Regions from separate parts of the Zea mays genome. Here all the other regions are linked to region 1. Evidence: chromatin contacts called from public Hi-C data. All regions are on one chromosome and are shown on one strand. Each heading gives the region's core, a stretch centred on a gene start, on an enhancer-like site or on the middle of the called end of the contact. The rest is flanking DNA. Distances are from core to core; before and after follow the strand shown.

Region 1 (5,017 bases), core at 1,131-3,630:
ATCCTTTTGTTTTCTGTAAACTTATCCAGTCAGGTGTTTGCATGCTACTTCCATCCAAATATCAGTGACCCCAGAAACACAACCTTGAGCTGCCATTCTTCATCAGTATCCACTATCCAGGCACATCCAACCATGACCATTTCCTCACGAAAAAAGAGGAAGGTTTCAGAGCCAGTTCAGAACACTGACACCTGTAATCTCCGGTCTAGTCTACTTCTTGCGGTAGGAGAGAATAGGACCAAGCAAACCCGCACCTTCCTCCACAGTTCATCACAAGTAGGCCAGTATAGCAGCAGATGCAGAGCTAGACACATCTCTGCGCAACAAACACTTGGATCGCGCGAGGCGAGAGGATAAGCGAGAACGCAAAAAAAGATCTTTGTCTCTTTTACCGTCCCAGTTGACCGGCCGCCCACCACCACTCCGGCCGACACATCAACAACCACTGTGAATGAATCCGCCATGGCCATACCTGCGATGGCGCCACCACTGTGCTCGGCCGCACTCGACTTAAAAAAAACGAGCTCGGAGCTGTCATGTCCTACTCCTACCTCCTGATGCCACCGAGCGAATACCACGCACACCACCACGAGACAGAGGGAGAATTCTTTCCCTCTTTTAATCTAGCAAACAAATGCAAGCGCACAATTGGAACAAGTAAGCTGGTGACCAGGAAAGCAATTCGAGGGAGGGGGAGAGGAGGAAGATTTTTAAAAGAAGGAGACGCCAGAAAGGAGACGACGAGTGCTCGATTCTTTTCCTCGCTAGAAAAAGTGGAAGCGAAACAAAGAAAAGCTGTGTGAGAGAAAGAGAGAGAGAGAGAGTAGACTAGCAGTACTAGTTAGTTTATGGTGGCAATAATTGTTTGGCAGGCATTGGGAATCCCGGCGCCAGTGTTTCCATCCCGCAGCGCTGAATTCCAAGAGATCTCGTCTGCCCCTCGTCCTCCTCTCTTCGGGCCATCACGGCGGCGGCAGCGGCGGCTCGGCTCGTTTGCGGTGTGCCGCAAGTTGTGCAACTGAACTGCGCTTTGCCCGCCCCCGGCCCTTCCTTTTTGGGCGCATATAAACGAGCAACGTCTCGCCTTTGGGGTCGGCGGGGCCGCCGCTTTTTAGTTGCGCTCTCCCCTCCTCTCCCCCGCACCCTGCCTGCCTTTTCCATTGGAGCGCACAAAGCCGGACGGCACCACCATTTAAAGAAGGCCAACCAAGCACACGGCACGGCGAAGAAGAGACCACCACCTCACACTCCATTCACGGCAGGATCGATCGCTATAGCTGCTGCGCCCCCCTGCACCCTTGCGTCTTCTGCCGCTGCTGCGCTGCGGCTCCGGCACAGGTGCGTTTCTTGATTTACTGGGCTCATGGAGTTCGGTAGCGTGATCCGGAAAACACCCCGATTTGGTGCCGGCCGGCGGCCGGGCCGCTGCGCTCGTGCGTTAGTGCTTTTTTTTTCCGTTCGTTTGCGTGACCTAGTGGAACGAAGGGAGCTTGGCGGTCGCTCGGGCTGCCGTGGAATTCGATGTGGAAAGCGAGCTCCTCACGGATAGCGCCTGGGGGCCACCGTCTTTCGTGTAATCATCGTTGCTTGATTTGGTTTCTTCCTTTTCGTTCGAGTCTTCCCGTGCTGCTTCTCTAGTGTACGACCAGTTCGATCTATTGTCTGCAGCGGTCTCCATCTTGAGGTGTCTGTGTCCAGTGTCCACCGAAGGTGCTGGAGGGTTTGGACTCTCTGCCTTCTTGTTAGCTTCTGTTGGTATTGTACAGTCCCTAGAGAAGGCTAGTTTTCAAAAGGTTATTTTGCTAATCTCCTCTTCGATTTGTCAAGACTGAAGGCATGATTAAAACCTTGTGTCGTCAACTTTGGATAGTTCGTTTCAGTTTTGGTGCTTTGTTGCGGTGAAAAATCTCATGTTCAATTCCCCTGAGAAGTCCCACAACTCGCTCCTACGTCCTACCATGATGTTAGTACTATCTTTACAAACAGAAACATGCACTCGTGTTTGTAAATTCATCTATGTCTCTATGATGTGCTTTTGATATAATTAACTTGTACTGAATGTAAGACTCTTGCTCTGTGTACTATAGTGTTCTGCTGCTGACATGGTTGAATTATTTTTTCGTATATGTAAGTGCTAATGATAGTCCATCTAGTTGTGCCAGCTTTGGTTAGCCACTTCTTGTAAGACCCATGTGAGTACCTAGTTATTGAGGACATTTGACTGCAATAAAAAACAAACTGACTGTGCATTGGATGGTATTCTTCTTCTTGTGAAGTGATTACTGGTTCTTCTCTTTGAAAAGTTGGTTCTCGCTCACCAGCTGGAAGTTTATTTTGAATTGGATTGCATTGTGATTATTTTACTACTTTGTGAGCTGTCGAATCTGTAGTTCTTAATATAATGATATTTAGCTCTTCTACGTGTTTGATAAAAAATTCTCTAGCTCTTTTTTATTGTTCCCGAGGACCAGATTCACCAATGTTTCTTGTTTCATGTCTAATGTGGAAGTCTCTCAGAACTGAGTACTTTTGTTTGAAGAAAGATTTGTTCAGTCAAGCTTTGCAAATTACCATCATAGTTTGGATGACATCCATGGTTACTTTGATGAGTTTATGGAGCCCTGGTTGCCGAGCTTATCTGGGTTCTCTGACAATGGAACTGTAATATTTGCAACAAAACTTTCCTCATCTTGGAAGAAAGTTTCAAGAGGGCTTGACAACTTATAAGTGTCCTGTGAAGCCTGATGACGTGTTCGTGAGGGCGAAGTGGGAGAGCAAAATTACTTCTGGCATGCAGATGTCAACAGATCCTAATCACTACGGGGTATTTCCACATTCATTCTGCAACCAACATGTGGTTTCATTTCAGACGAGTTCAGTTACTAGTGTATCAGGAGCCATACCAGTTTGTCTAGACACTTCCAGTGGAATGAATGGCAATATGGCGATGTTGAACACTACAACTTCAACGATTGTATCCACTGGTTCACCAAACATGAGTGCTGAGTTTTCTTGCCAGAACCTCAAGTATACTGCACCGTTGGCTGTGGAGTGGTCCTATCCGGAGCTGCAATTGTTGAATGATGGCCTCAACAAGTAAGATATACTGCCATTTATTCTGAATTAACTTTCTTCCAAGATGAGGAAAGTTTTGTTGCAAATATTACGTAAGATATATGGAACTGTAAGATATACTGCCATATAAATGTTGAAAAAAAAACTGAATTAAGTAGCTATTTTCATCTCACCTTAATAATGTGACTTTTTATCCTATATTTACTATTCAGTTCCTTAACAATTTGATCATGACCATGCATTGAAGTTGAGGTCAAACTGCCAAGATTTTGTGCTGCCTAAATAACCACTCCCTCGGTCCTGGAATATAATGGATATTCAGTTGTCTTAAGTCAAACAATCCTAAGTTTGACCAAGTTTGTAGAGCTGAGCAATAATATCTAGAGACTACGACACCAATGATTTTTTTTTAAAAAAAATCGACCGGGGAGGGAATGACCTTCCTCCTGGTATTATATTAAGAAGAGACCGAAACAATGGTCGTGGCCGAGAAAAAATCCCTGAACCCTGGCCCCCATCACTAACGGGTCGACGTTAACTGTCCACTCTGCAACGGCCTAACCAGAGGGTGGCGCACAGGACATCGTAACCCGAGAGCGGATAGAACACAGCGAGGAGATTTTTTAAACCAAACTAGAAAATTTGCCCCCAAGGGGAAACGAACCCAAGACTTGAAGGTTCTACTCGGAAACCCTTAACCACTAGGCTAGAGACCCTTTCGCACACCATAATATATATAATAAAGTTCATTTGATCTTGTAAATATTATTGTTCTTTTCTACAAATTTGGTCAAAATTAGGATGGTTTGTCTTAAGCCAACTGAAAATCCATTATATTCAGGATGGAGGTAGTTTATGGTTTCATAATGCTGAGTGTTGTGATGTTTGTAATTGATTTTAGTCAGAATACACCTGTTCTATGATGAAAGGATCACTTTTTATTTCTATAAGTAATTGTTATATGCACAATTTGTTGGAAATACTGGATCCCTGTTCTCTTGCTATAGGTGTTTTTTCACATTCATGCCTTTTACTTATACTTGGTCCAATAAAAAGAACTATGATATTTTTGTCCATCTTATATTTGAAGCTTTTACCCATTAGTTCGTTCCTAATAGTTTATCACTTTGGTGCTCTGGCTAATGAAATTTTCAGGTATGCAAATGAACCAGGAATCATGAAGTACATAAAGATAGCAGCCACGTTACCAGACAAGACAGTAAGAGATGTTGCCATGAGATGCCAATGGATGGCAGCGGTTAGTCTCTGATTTCTTTGATTTATTACAGTGTCAGAATGCCATTCCCTCATCTGTTATATTCAATTCACATTTCAACCAAAAACTTCACAGGTAGCTAAAATTACATAAACCTGAACTCCGATAGATACTAAAGCCATGCAATGTGTTTATCAGCTCTAGATTCTTCATTTGAAAGGAAGATGTGGTCCCACATCAGCTTATGGATGGAGACTAACAGTAGTTTATTATTGTGTGACTTGTCAAGATGATGTCACCATAATTCCACTAAACCAGTGCAGCGTATGTGAAAGTAGATCATGCTCAAGATACACTTATTTGTCCACAACTATAAAAATACTATAATGGTCTATTATGAACGTTAAAGTTAGTGTGATCTGAGCTAGTCCTAACTCCTAAGTATCCCTTTGATCTGTTGCCCCATAGAATTGCCTTTGTATTTGTCTAGTGTGTAGTAGAACAACATAAGACTGAGAAGTTTCTGCTTTTCTCCTGTATGTTCGAGAACAAAGTCTCTGTTTTGACATTACTAACAATAAGTTTTACAGCCTAAAGTTGGTCTGCTCTTGTTACATGTTGTGAGTTCAGAGTCTGTATACCGCTTGGAAAGCTTGTGATTATTTTATTTACGTTTTTCAGTTAGTACTAAGATGGCAAATTTGATTTGATCGATCAGTGAACACC
Region 2 (5,017 bases), core at 1,649-4,148, 100 kb after region 1:
AAGCGAAGCAACGGCTATCAGGCGCAACGGTCAACTCCAACGGTTGCCTGCAAACATGAACAGTGTGCGGACAGTTCATGCAGAGTCAGAGCAGCGCCAGAAGGCGCACCGGACAGTGAACAGTGCCTGTCCGGTGCCCCAAGATGTCAGAGCTCCAACGGTCGACACCGTCAGAACCCTAACAGTTGGGTGACGTGGCTGGCGCATCGGACAATGTCCGGTGGCGCACCGGACTGTCCGGTGCGCCCATCGACAGACAGCTTCCCTAACGGTTGGTTTGGTGGTTGGGGATATAAATACCCCCCCAACCACCACCACTCCAAGCATCCAAGTTTTTCAGACGTCTCATTCAATACAAGAGCTAGTGCAATCAATACAAGACACAATTCAATAGAATCAAAGCCTCTCCAAGTCCCAAATTCACTCCAAACAAATAGTGACTAGAGAGAGTGTTTTGCTCGTGTTCTTTGAGCTCTTGTTCTTGGATCGCTTTCTTCTTCCTCATTCTTATTCTCAAGACACTTGTAATCAAAGCAAAAGACACCAAGTTGTGGTGGTCCTTGTGAGGGGTCTAAGTGACCCGTTTGATTAAGGAGAAAGCTCACTCGGTCTAGGTGATCGTTTGAGAGAGGGAAAGGGTTGAAAGAGACCCGGTCTTTGTGACCACCTCAACGGGGACTAGGTTCTTTAGAACCGAACCTCGGTAAAACAAATCACCGTGTCATCCGCTCTATTTCTTTGGTTGATTTGTTTTCCCCTCTCTTTCGGACTCGATTTTATTTCTAACGCTAACCCCGGCTTGTAGATTGTGTTTAAAGTTATAAATTTCAGATTCCGCCTATTCACCCCCCCCCTAGGCAACTTTCACCTGTCATTGGGGAGGGCATGAATAAATCCATGTTTGCTTATGTCCAAACTCATACCATCATTATATAATTTTTATCCTCCTTTTCTAAGTTGAAATACTAATGACGCACACAAGCCTCAAGAGGTACATTAGTGTGTGCAAGCATCAAGGGTTTGAGACATATATTCCTCACTTTTAGTCACTAGGCAAAACCTAGAGGAAACGCTAATACAGTGGTTTAACTAATCTAAGCACTTCATAAAAGCACTTATGCTAATCACCGAGTTATATTTAAGTACTTGTGTGTCTAGAGCTATAGGAATAGAGTATTAACTCTCTAGCAACGTTTCTTAACTTCCACACACCTAAAATGACCGGTTGAGAACTTGAGATAATATAGCGTTGTAGGTCCAAACTAGCCATTGAAAGCAATACAAAATTTCTACATACTTACTAGACACTTCGATGCAGTCACTGGATATGTTGATGTCTGTCGACGTCAACTAGCTATTGGAATTAGTCGTTGTCGACTGTTTGAGTAAGGGCATATGGTACTTTGACCGATACTACACTGTACAAGTCCGATGCATTGTAGTTCTTCTTGGGTTGGTGTGCAACCTCTCTGGGTATCCTATTCGGTAGGGTATCCACCCGTATATCGTACATGCCTAGTGTCTTATGAATATCTCAAACATATAGATCTAGTGCAATCTATCTCTGTAGCTCTTTCTGAATATCTCAAACACGTAGATCCAGTGTCTTATATATATCATACTGAGTACCATATCCAGTGCCCCACGTGCATACATGTGTGTCGAGTGCAATCTATCTCTGTAGCTCTTTCTTTGCTGCAGTGTAATTCATATCTAGTGTTTTGTTCGGTGTGTCACTAAACATATTGTTGCTGAATAGCTTGTTTTTCTTTGTTGCTTCGTACATGCTCCTTCCATCTTGTGACTTAGACTATCGCATGACATTTATAGGTTTTTCATGAATCTTCTTAGGTCTTGCTTGAAGTGTTGATCTTCTTGATCCTCAATTTGCCTTCGTCCAATTTCACGTTACCTCCTTTAAACTATATAAAACACTAGCAAATATTGTCCGTTCAATAAAATTCAATTGTCAAATAAGTATTGGTTTATTTTTCGTATATTGTAGTCTTTACTGGATGCAAACAATTATAATTTAAAATGGATGGAGTACTCCCTAAATCCATACTGTTATACAAATGCACATAGATTGGTCATGAAAATTTCTGCTGAATATCCAGATATGGTAAACCTAGAATTAATGATGTGCACCAAGAGCCACATAATGCATATGCATGTTTTATAGCGCTCTAGGGCAAGTTGGGCTCGACTGAGTGACACGTTAAGGCATTTACAACCCACATAGATGTCTTGTATCTTAAGAAGTATCAAGGCTAAGTGCAAAAAATATAACAAGTGAAGAAACGTCTTTAGTACGGTTCTTTAAGTCTAGATCCGGTTCTACATATATAACCTATATAAATGAGTTGTATCTCGAAGGATTCTAAGACTTAAATATATTGAGTTATATGCTAAGGTGTACCTATTGTTTGAAAAACCACAATATAGTACCTAGATTGTACATGCCTTTAAGGCAAAGTGGAAAATGTATTCTTTTACTTTCTAGTTTTGGAGAAAGTGGAGAAGCCGTTTCTATTTGCGCTGCATTAGTTTGCGAGCAAATAGAAAGGTGCGGTAAAAAACAAAGAACACATCAAGCAACGCCAAATGAAAAGTACGGTTTCAACATCATAAGGAAACTGTGTACGAAATGCTGTAAGGTGGTAATGTAACAAACAACAAAGAAAAGACCGAAGGTCAAGACAAACGCAAAAAATTCTACATGTCGCTGTTCTCTGAACAAGCAATGATCTTATGTTATATCCTGCACCACCATCTTGTCTGAACGTCATATAGCTTTTTGTCTCGCAGGAAGAAGACTTCGCGCTCTATATGACAACAAAAAATCATCCACTCAAGGATGTACACCATGTCCCATTTCTTGTTTTTGCGTGCTATGCTTCCGAGGATCATATCACTCACTATTTCCAATTTACAACAGTGCTAAATTTGTGGCTCCACCAGTTGAACACATGACGATATAAGTCTAAAGATAAACTAGTTCCACACACATCAACAGTACAAGTCATAAGAACCATCAACTTGCCTCCACTTGTTGCTTGTCTGTCTTTCCTTCCTCGGGTAGCTCCTGCAATGTCGTCAGGTTACTCAATTCAGTCTCTTGTACTGAACTGGAAGTAGATAATCCATCAGCCAGAACAACAGGGGTCGACCGGCCTGAGTTGGAGCCTGAGTATTGCCCCATGGACTGTTTTGATGTGTTTAATGCATGACAATGCGGGCAGTAGTAAGTAACATGTGGGTAATCTTCCTTTCGGGCCAAGCCTGCAAAAATTGGTATATTAGGTAATGCATCCGATATTTAGGTATGGTATGTGAAAAATATCAAAAGAGCTTGATCTATAATACACACCGTTATGCATATGGCAGCTGCCACATATCAAAGCATACGACTGTGATGGGTCCTCCCCCACAAGTAAGGCAGCAATCTTTGCAATCCATCCACCACCATCACTAGCCCCTGAACCTTGATGATGCTCTACCACCACTGGAGCTGGTGCAGTTTCCAGGCCAGCACTAGCAGGAGCAGGAGGTAGATTAGTTTCAGTTCCCTGTGCTGGGGTATGAGAAGTGGGGCTCCCAGTCCTGCTTCCTCTTGCACTGGGTTGCTTCCTGTTTCTCAAACCATCTGAAGGTACTATCTCAACATCATTGCTTCTGGCCACTGCAGCATCCAGCTTTGGTTCTTCTCCAACATGAACTTTTAAGCCAGTCTCCTCCCCAAGCTTAGATGCCAAAACAGAAGCTGCTGCAGCCTTTGCGGCTGGATCAAGATCATATTTCTGCACATGCATGATTAATAGTACATACCACAGTTCAGAATTAGTGTGGCAAGAGACATGGTAAAATTTGATACTAGCAACTAGTGAATTTATGTTGATTGAGTAATGGCAATTTGTCCACTTACCTGAATAAGCTGCTGTGTTAGATAATAATTTGTTCTCTCTTTAAGCTCATCAATCTTGGCTTTCCTCTCAGCCCTCAATTTTTCAAGGGTCTTCTGGTCTTTCTGCTCAACTGGAAACAGACATGGATAGGAGCAAACAAACAAACAGCATTTCAAGATCGTTTTGCGGACACATACAGAAGTTGCCACAAGTATACAGTGCAGATAGCCATGCAATACACCCAGGGGAACGAGGGGTATGACCAAGACCAAGTATTTTAACCAAGTAGGTATTATAGCACAAGAACAGTTCTTCTTAAGCTTGTTTTCAGATTTCTCATTAAGCTAGTTTTAAGTCAGGTTTTAAGGTTGTTTTGGGAGGAAAAAATGTGAATCGTCAGCATAACTGGGACATCAATCTACTTTCTCATGATCTGTACTGACGAAATTCCCAGTTTGACAACAGATAAGTTTCAAAATGTTGACAAGGAGAAATTGAGCAACATTCAAAACAAAATACAAGCTTTGTGTTATAAACAACAGATTCGTGAGCCACATAATGCTAACTCTGAATAAAATACCCATCATAATTTCTACTACAGATCATGCAGATTTTATAGGTGAGAAAACAAAAGGAAAATATAGAATCTCTTATAAAACTGCAAAAATAAATGAAAATTCAAAACCTGGTATATTCTACAAGTTATATTAGAAACAGTGTTTCCTAACAGGGCTTTCTGAGTACTTACACATCCTTGTGAAGTTAACAACTGTTGAATATATGACAGAGGATACAGCAGGAAGAATGAACATAGGTAGCACTCGTATTGCCCTCATTTGCCAAGTTAGATCCTCATTTCTTGTCGTCATGATGGCATAAACAACAGCTAACACCTGAGAACAGGACTGAACAATCAAACCAGTAGAAACTACAAGCTAGGGATATGCAGTGAAGATAAGTCACTACAAGAGTACAGGTTCAATATGAAAAGTAAGCTGCATCATATACAATGAATCAACAACCAAAAAGGAGGAGAATATCGTAAGAGCAGAAAAGATAAGTATCATGTGGAGGAGCATCTATTTTAGTATTTCAACGGCAGCGAAGTTTTA
Region 3 (5,017 bases), core at 1,476-3,975, 81 kb before region 1:
GGGACCCCCCGGTCTCGAAACGCCGACAATTAGGGGCAACCGTTGCCACCGCATGCACTGTAGGACAGGTCGACGCTGAGTACGGCTGGACAATCCGTGTACAATATCAGACCATCTGGCCCTCTTGCAGATCGTCAGGCTTCATATGTCGGACTGTTCGGTGCAGCGCCAAGTCCACCACATGACGCAGGCGGTGCCAATCGAATAGTCCGGATATAGTCTCGGGCCATCCGGGCCCGTGGCGGACTGCTTGACATCATGCCGGATCGTCTAGCCACCCAGCTGGACCATCCAGTTACATCTACGCAGGACAAGGTGCTGCACAAAATACACAGTTTTTCTACCCACCTCGGCAGCACTACTATCTCCCACCTGAGGTACATCAAAGTCGCAATATACCACCACCACTCGTATGCAACACACAACCGGTTCTGGATGTACGACCTCGGTCTGTCCGAACACCTCCCGAACCATCCGACATCTTTCGTCGAACTATCCGAATGTACGTCGAGCCTGACACACCGCTCCCAAACAGCACCCCACACGATCTGATAGTCCGGATATGCATACACAAACAGATTGATGCGCGTTAGGCACAATTTTCCTACTCACCTCAGTGACACTACACCCCACCTGCAACACACCATAGTCATAGTATGTCACCACCCGTACAAAATGACGAAGGTTTTCCGACCCCTAGGGAGCTAGAGAAATACATGACAATGGAAGGTGACCAGTCATGCATCAAGCACACACTTGGAGGGTCCCTAGGTGGAAGGTCGACATAACAATGCACGACCACCTGAATATTAGATCCGAACACTTGCCTTGGATTGACTTCAATATATAATTTCTCCAGCGAATAACTAAAAGAAACTTTATAGTCAATAAGTTTCTTATTAAAAATTATTTGGGGCCCTAAAAATTTGTTTTAGGTTCTTAGATTTAAATTTAAAATATTCAAATAACCTTCCATGCTAACACGATTTATTACAAAGTTACAGTTCTCAATACATTCTATAATTTTATAGTTCGCAAGTTTCTAACTTAAAGTTAGTTATTAGAGTCCATAGTCTTTAACTTAAGTTCTTGAATTTTAAAGTCTAAAAATTTTAAACGACATTAAATGTTCACTGGTTAATATCAAAAGTTGTAATGATCAATCGAATCCATAAGTTTATAGTCAGTAAGTTTTTTTTTTGTCTCAAGTTGCTTATAGTCTTAAATATTTATTCTAGTTTCTCATATTTTGAGATTAGTTGAAGTGCTTGATAAGATTCAAATCTTTGCAATTAATATCTCCTTCAATTGAGATCATTTACTGTGGTCAAAATATTCGATACAATATTACGAATTATTAACTAAAAACGATATTATATACATTTATTTATATATAGTCATAAATGAGTATATAGTGGTGTGGTGGTAAAGAGGTGTTGTATGTGATAAATGCCATGATTCAAATCAAAACGCGCGTGTGTGTGTATATATAAAGTCCCTTTATCATGAAACCCGTTAACAAAGAAAATCAGAAGTCCGCCGCCCACTTCATGGAAGAAAGTGGAAAGTCCGGCACGTGGTAAAATAAAGGAAGCGGTCATACCTAAAAAATATTCTGGCGTTTCAATTTATATTTCGTTTGACTTTTTTAAATTTAAGTTTAACCACATCTTATTTAAACTTTTTTACAATTATTATAAATTTTTACTGTGATATTGTTTACCATATAATATATTTTAATTTTGGCTTTGAATTTTCAGTATTTCACTAGAATTTTGAATAAGTCGAGCTAATTAAACTAGGTAAAAAAATCAAACGAATTATAAATTAGAATAGAGAGAGTACAAATAAAGTCATAAAAAATGTCGTCGTAACATAAGACAATTCCCTGGCACAAGTGTGCCGACCTTGGATATATGTAAACCAGCAAAAAGAGCTTTTAGTTGCCCAGTTTCGTTTCTCCCACCGTCCAAGTTGGCATGCATGTCGAAACGCAACGAAAACACGTCAGACCGACTCGGGAGCTCAACAAATAAAGCGCTTTTTTCCTCGCAAAAAAGAAAAAAAAAGCGCTTTAGTAGTTTCACCACCACGCAAGCGATGAATAATCGATCGAATTACATGCATGTGCAGTTCTGATGCATGCAAGGGTCGGAAAACGACCGCTGATTATTAAGTACCGGACCGCGGAGGAAGAGAGGCGCCACTACTGTTACGGACTCAACCATCAGAAAAGCAGTAGAGCTTGGCACTACGGTGCCCGTGTATCGCGTACGTACGTGCTTTCTTCGAGCGGCTAGTTTATTTCGTCGCACACGTTCTTCGATCGGGTTTTCAGCGACAGTACGTGTGTGCGGTACCGGTACGTACAGAAGATCAAGCACGCTGAGTCGCTGACGCACACGACCAGTCCGTTGTCGGCGGCCAAGAACCAACTACCATGGTCGTTCGCTTTCCACGCCACGGTACGATCATGGCGGCCGGGAGCGCATGCAGCAGGGCCACGTCACTCCTCGCTTGCATGTTGCATCTCGTCTGGACTCCGTCTCGCGCCGGAGCCTGCAGCTGGCCGTCTTGCCCTCGTCGTCGTCGTGCGGTGGTTGCTCGGCGCTCGCTGGACTGGTTGCTGTTGCTGGTGCTTTCCGCCTGGACCTTGCACTATCCCCATGTGGCGCGATGTGTCGCGCGGGCGGCACCTTGCCGCACTACCTTTTTCTCACAGGTACACCGGCCGGAGAAGCCAATCATAGGCACTGGCGTGTCAGCGACTAACGGATCCTCGCCTCGGCCACTACTGCCGACTGACGGCCGGGTGGGGCCGGCATCCAGGCACAGTAAGGCCTTGTTCGTTTGTGTCGGATTGGTGGGTCGGAACGATTCCGAGCCGGATTGCTTCTCTAATTTATATAAACTTTGATTAGCCGGAACGATTCCGGGTACAATCCGATGTAACCGAACAAGGCCTAATCTGGGTGATGAAGATAGAATGCTTACGAATCATCCGCCACTGTCCAATGGTTTTTGGTCCCCATGCGTCAGCAAGCGTCGGATGATCCGGTGAGTACTGCACATACAGCGGATCATCCAGTTTGTCAAAAAAAAAAGACCGACACCTAATGGTTAAGTTTTGATTTTTGATTATCCATATAACCATTTGAACTAATATTATAAGTATAGTTCAAAGGATGCAACGTGCATTTAGATGGAGAGAAAGAGGTGATCGGGAATATCAACATCTCAGACGAAGGCACACAAAGAAACAAAGACACACTACACGACGGTTCACTTACAGCGACCTACGGTTGGTTGCTAAAGCGGCTTTTAGCGACCTACGGTTGGTCGCTAAAAACCTTTAGCGACCCATAAGGATGGTCGCTGTAGGTGCCGTCGCTAAAGGCTTTAGCGACCGACATCTTTTTAGCGACCGACCGTCCGTTGCTAATATTGTATTTTTAGCGACCAACCGTGGGTTGCTGTAGTACAGATTTAGCAACCAACCGTAAGTCGTCATACTATATATTTAGCAACCAACAGAAAGTCGCCCTTGTTACAGTTGTTGTTAATAATAATATACATTTAATTAAGCACCACAAATCACAGATTTTTATACACAAATCATAAAGACATACACATTGTTGGGGACTTGTTCTCAAGTGCTAAGAGTTAAGAACAAGGCAACATAAAAAGTGTTAAGTGTTAAAATCCTTCGTCCTTCGAAGCATTATGTTCCTTCGGGAAATAATGAGTCTCGGACGAAGGTCATGAGAGACATACCTTCGTAAACATAACAAGTAATGACGAAGGACTCACATAAAGCATGAAATATGATATAAGCATCACCATAGAATCATTTCTATTTTATTAACATGGAAAAACAGAAATGATTCCAAATTACAAATGTACCTTCGGTCCTGAGAGAAGGTGAAAAGTACGAGCGTGATGCCAAAAGCAAATGCCAAGTCAGCGTGAACAGTACGGGAGTACTGTTCATCTATTTATAGACGCGGGACGCAGCCCACGTAAAATTACATCCATGTCCATTACATTTGTTAACGGCTTATGGAAATCTGTCGAGGCCCCCGAAGTCTTTTCATCTTTAAGTCGGTTCCCCCTTCTGCCATCGCGCCGAAGCTTCCCTGCGCACAGCTTCGGCTACACTCGACCTTCGTCTGGTTCAGGCTTCGTCCTGGCCGTGCTCCATATTCATAATTCTGGATCCGAAAATACCTGTTCACATAATCCACTCGGAAAACATTGTCAAATCATGTTTTTGAGGACCTTCGGAGGACGAAGGCCCCCAACAGTAGCCCCTCGCAATATTAATTTGTAAATAATAAATTCAGATTGCGATATGGACGAAGGCCTTGAGCCGAAGGTCCGAAAAAACACCTTCCCTTTGCTAGAATAGCAACATTCAATGACAAGTGGGGTCTTTCAACTTTCAACGCATCAAGCGTATAAATACGGCCATGCCGCAAACTTATTTCGCACGCTTTCTGGCCAACCACTCCTGCTCATTCATTTTTTAGCTCTTGTGCACTGTGATCTGCTAAGTTTTTAGCTTTGAAGCTTCGGCTTTTAAAAACAGTTTTTTAGCGCTTCCGAAGATGTCTGAAGCTGCTAAGAAGGCTGCTGCTGAGATGAAGCTGAGTCTTGATGAAGAGAAGAACCTAGGGTTTCTTATAGCGATGTCGAAGTCCAACACAGAAAAGATTACCAAGGAAATTCTGGAGGGGCTGTCTGAAGATACTGGTGACAGTGAAAGTTATGATGTGGACAGCGGTGGCGAAGACTCCGAAGATCGCCCCTGGCGACCAAGCCATTCAGTTTATGGTAAATCAACTATCAAAGAGAATCATCTTGTTAATATGAGAGGAAGGTATTTCCGGGATCTGTCCATTGCGAGGGCGGACGAAGGGGAAAAACTTGTCCACACCCTGAAGAAAATGAAGTTGTGGTGTACCGAAGCTTTTTGAAAGCTGGACTGCGATTCCCCTTGAGCAGCTTCGTCGTGGAG

What was found. Hi-C and Micro-C count contacts between places; a contact is called where the count stands out from the background.
Region 2: a contact with region 1 is called in a Hi-C map of endosperm, with 4 times the contacts expected there. The contact joins the enhancer-like site here to the promoter of LOC100276256 in region 1. A contact is called at or near these places in 4 of 25 Hi-C or Micro-C datasets (ear, endosperm, leaf and 1 more).
Region 3: a Hi-C map of endosperm shows a contact between it and region 1, with 4 times the contacts expected there. The contact joins the enhancer-like site here to the promoter of LOC100276256 in region 1. A contact is called at or near these places in 2 of 25 Hi-C or Micro-C datasets (endosperm and leaf).

The regions. Positions count from the first base shown.
Region 1 is chr4:149,286,619-149,291,635 of Zm-B73-REFERENCE-NAM-5.0, reverse strand. LOC100276256 reads left to right here and starts at 2,380. Exons shown (of 8, transcript NM_001150088.1): 1 at 2,380-3,096; 2 at 4,231-4,333. The coding sequence starts at 2,792.
Region 2 is chr4:149,184,947-149,189,963 of Zm-B73-REFERENCE-NAM-5.0, reverse strand. It overlaps LOC100276301, which reads right to left. Exons shown (of 5, transcript NM_001374050.1): 2 at 4,654-4,798; 3 at 3,926-4,035; 4 at 3,371-3,800; 5 at 2,594-3,282. The coding sequence ends at 3,035. Among protein-coding and RNA genes, the nearest start is that of LOC100276301, 12 kb to the right of the region's middle. Within about 2 kb of position 2,898, at least 3 of the 20 cell types and tissues checked have an H3K27ac peak or open chromatin away from gene starts, as enhancers often do. A contact at or near this core is called in endosperm, where this site is marked.
Region 3 is chr4:149,368,044-149,373,060 of Zm-B73-REFERENCE-NAM-5.0, reverse strand. No RefSeq gene overlaps it. Among protein-coding and RNA genes, the nearest start is that of LOC103653812, 11 kb to the right of the region's middle. Within about 2 kb of position 2,725, at least 15 of the 20 cell types and tissues checked have an H3K27ac peak or open chromatin away from gene starts, as enhancers often do. A contact at or near this core is called in endosperm, where this site is marked.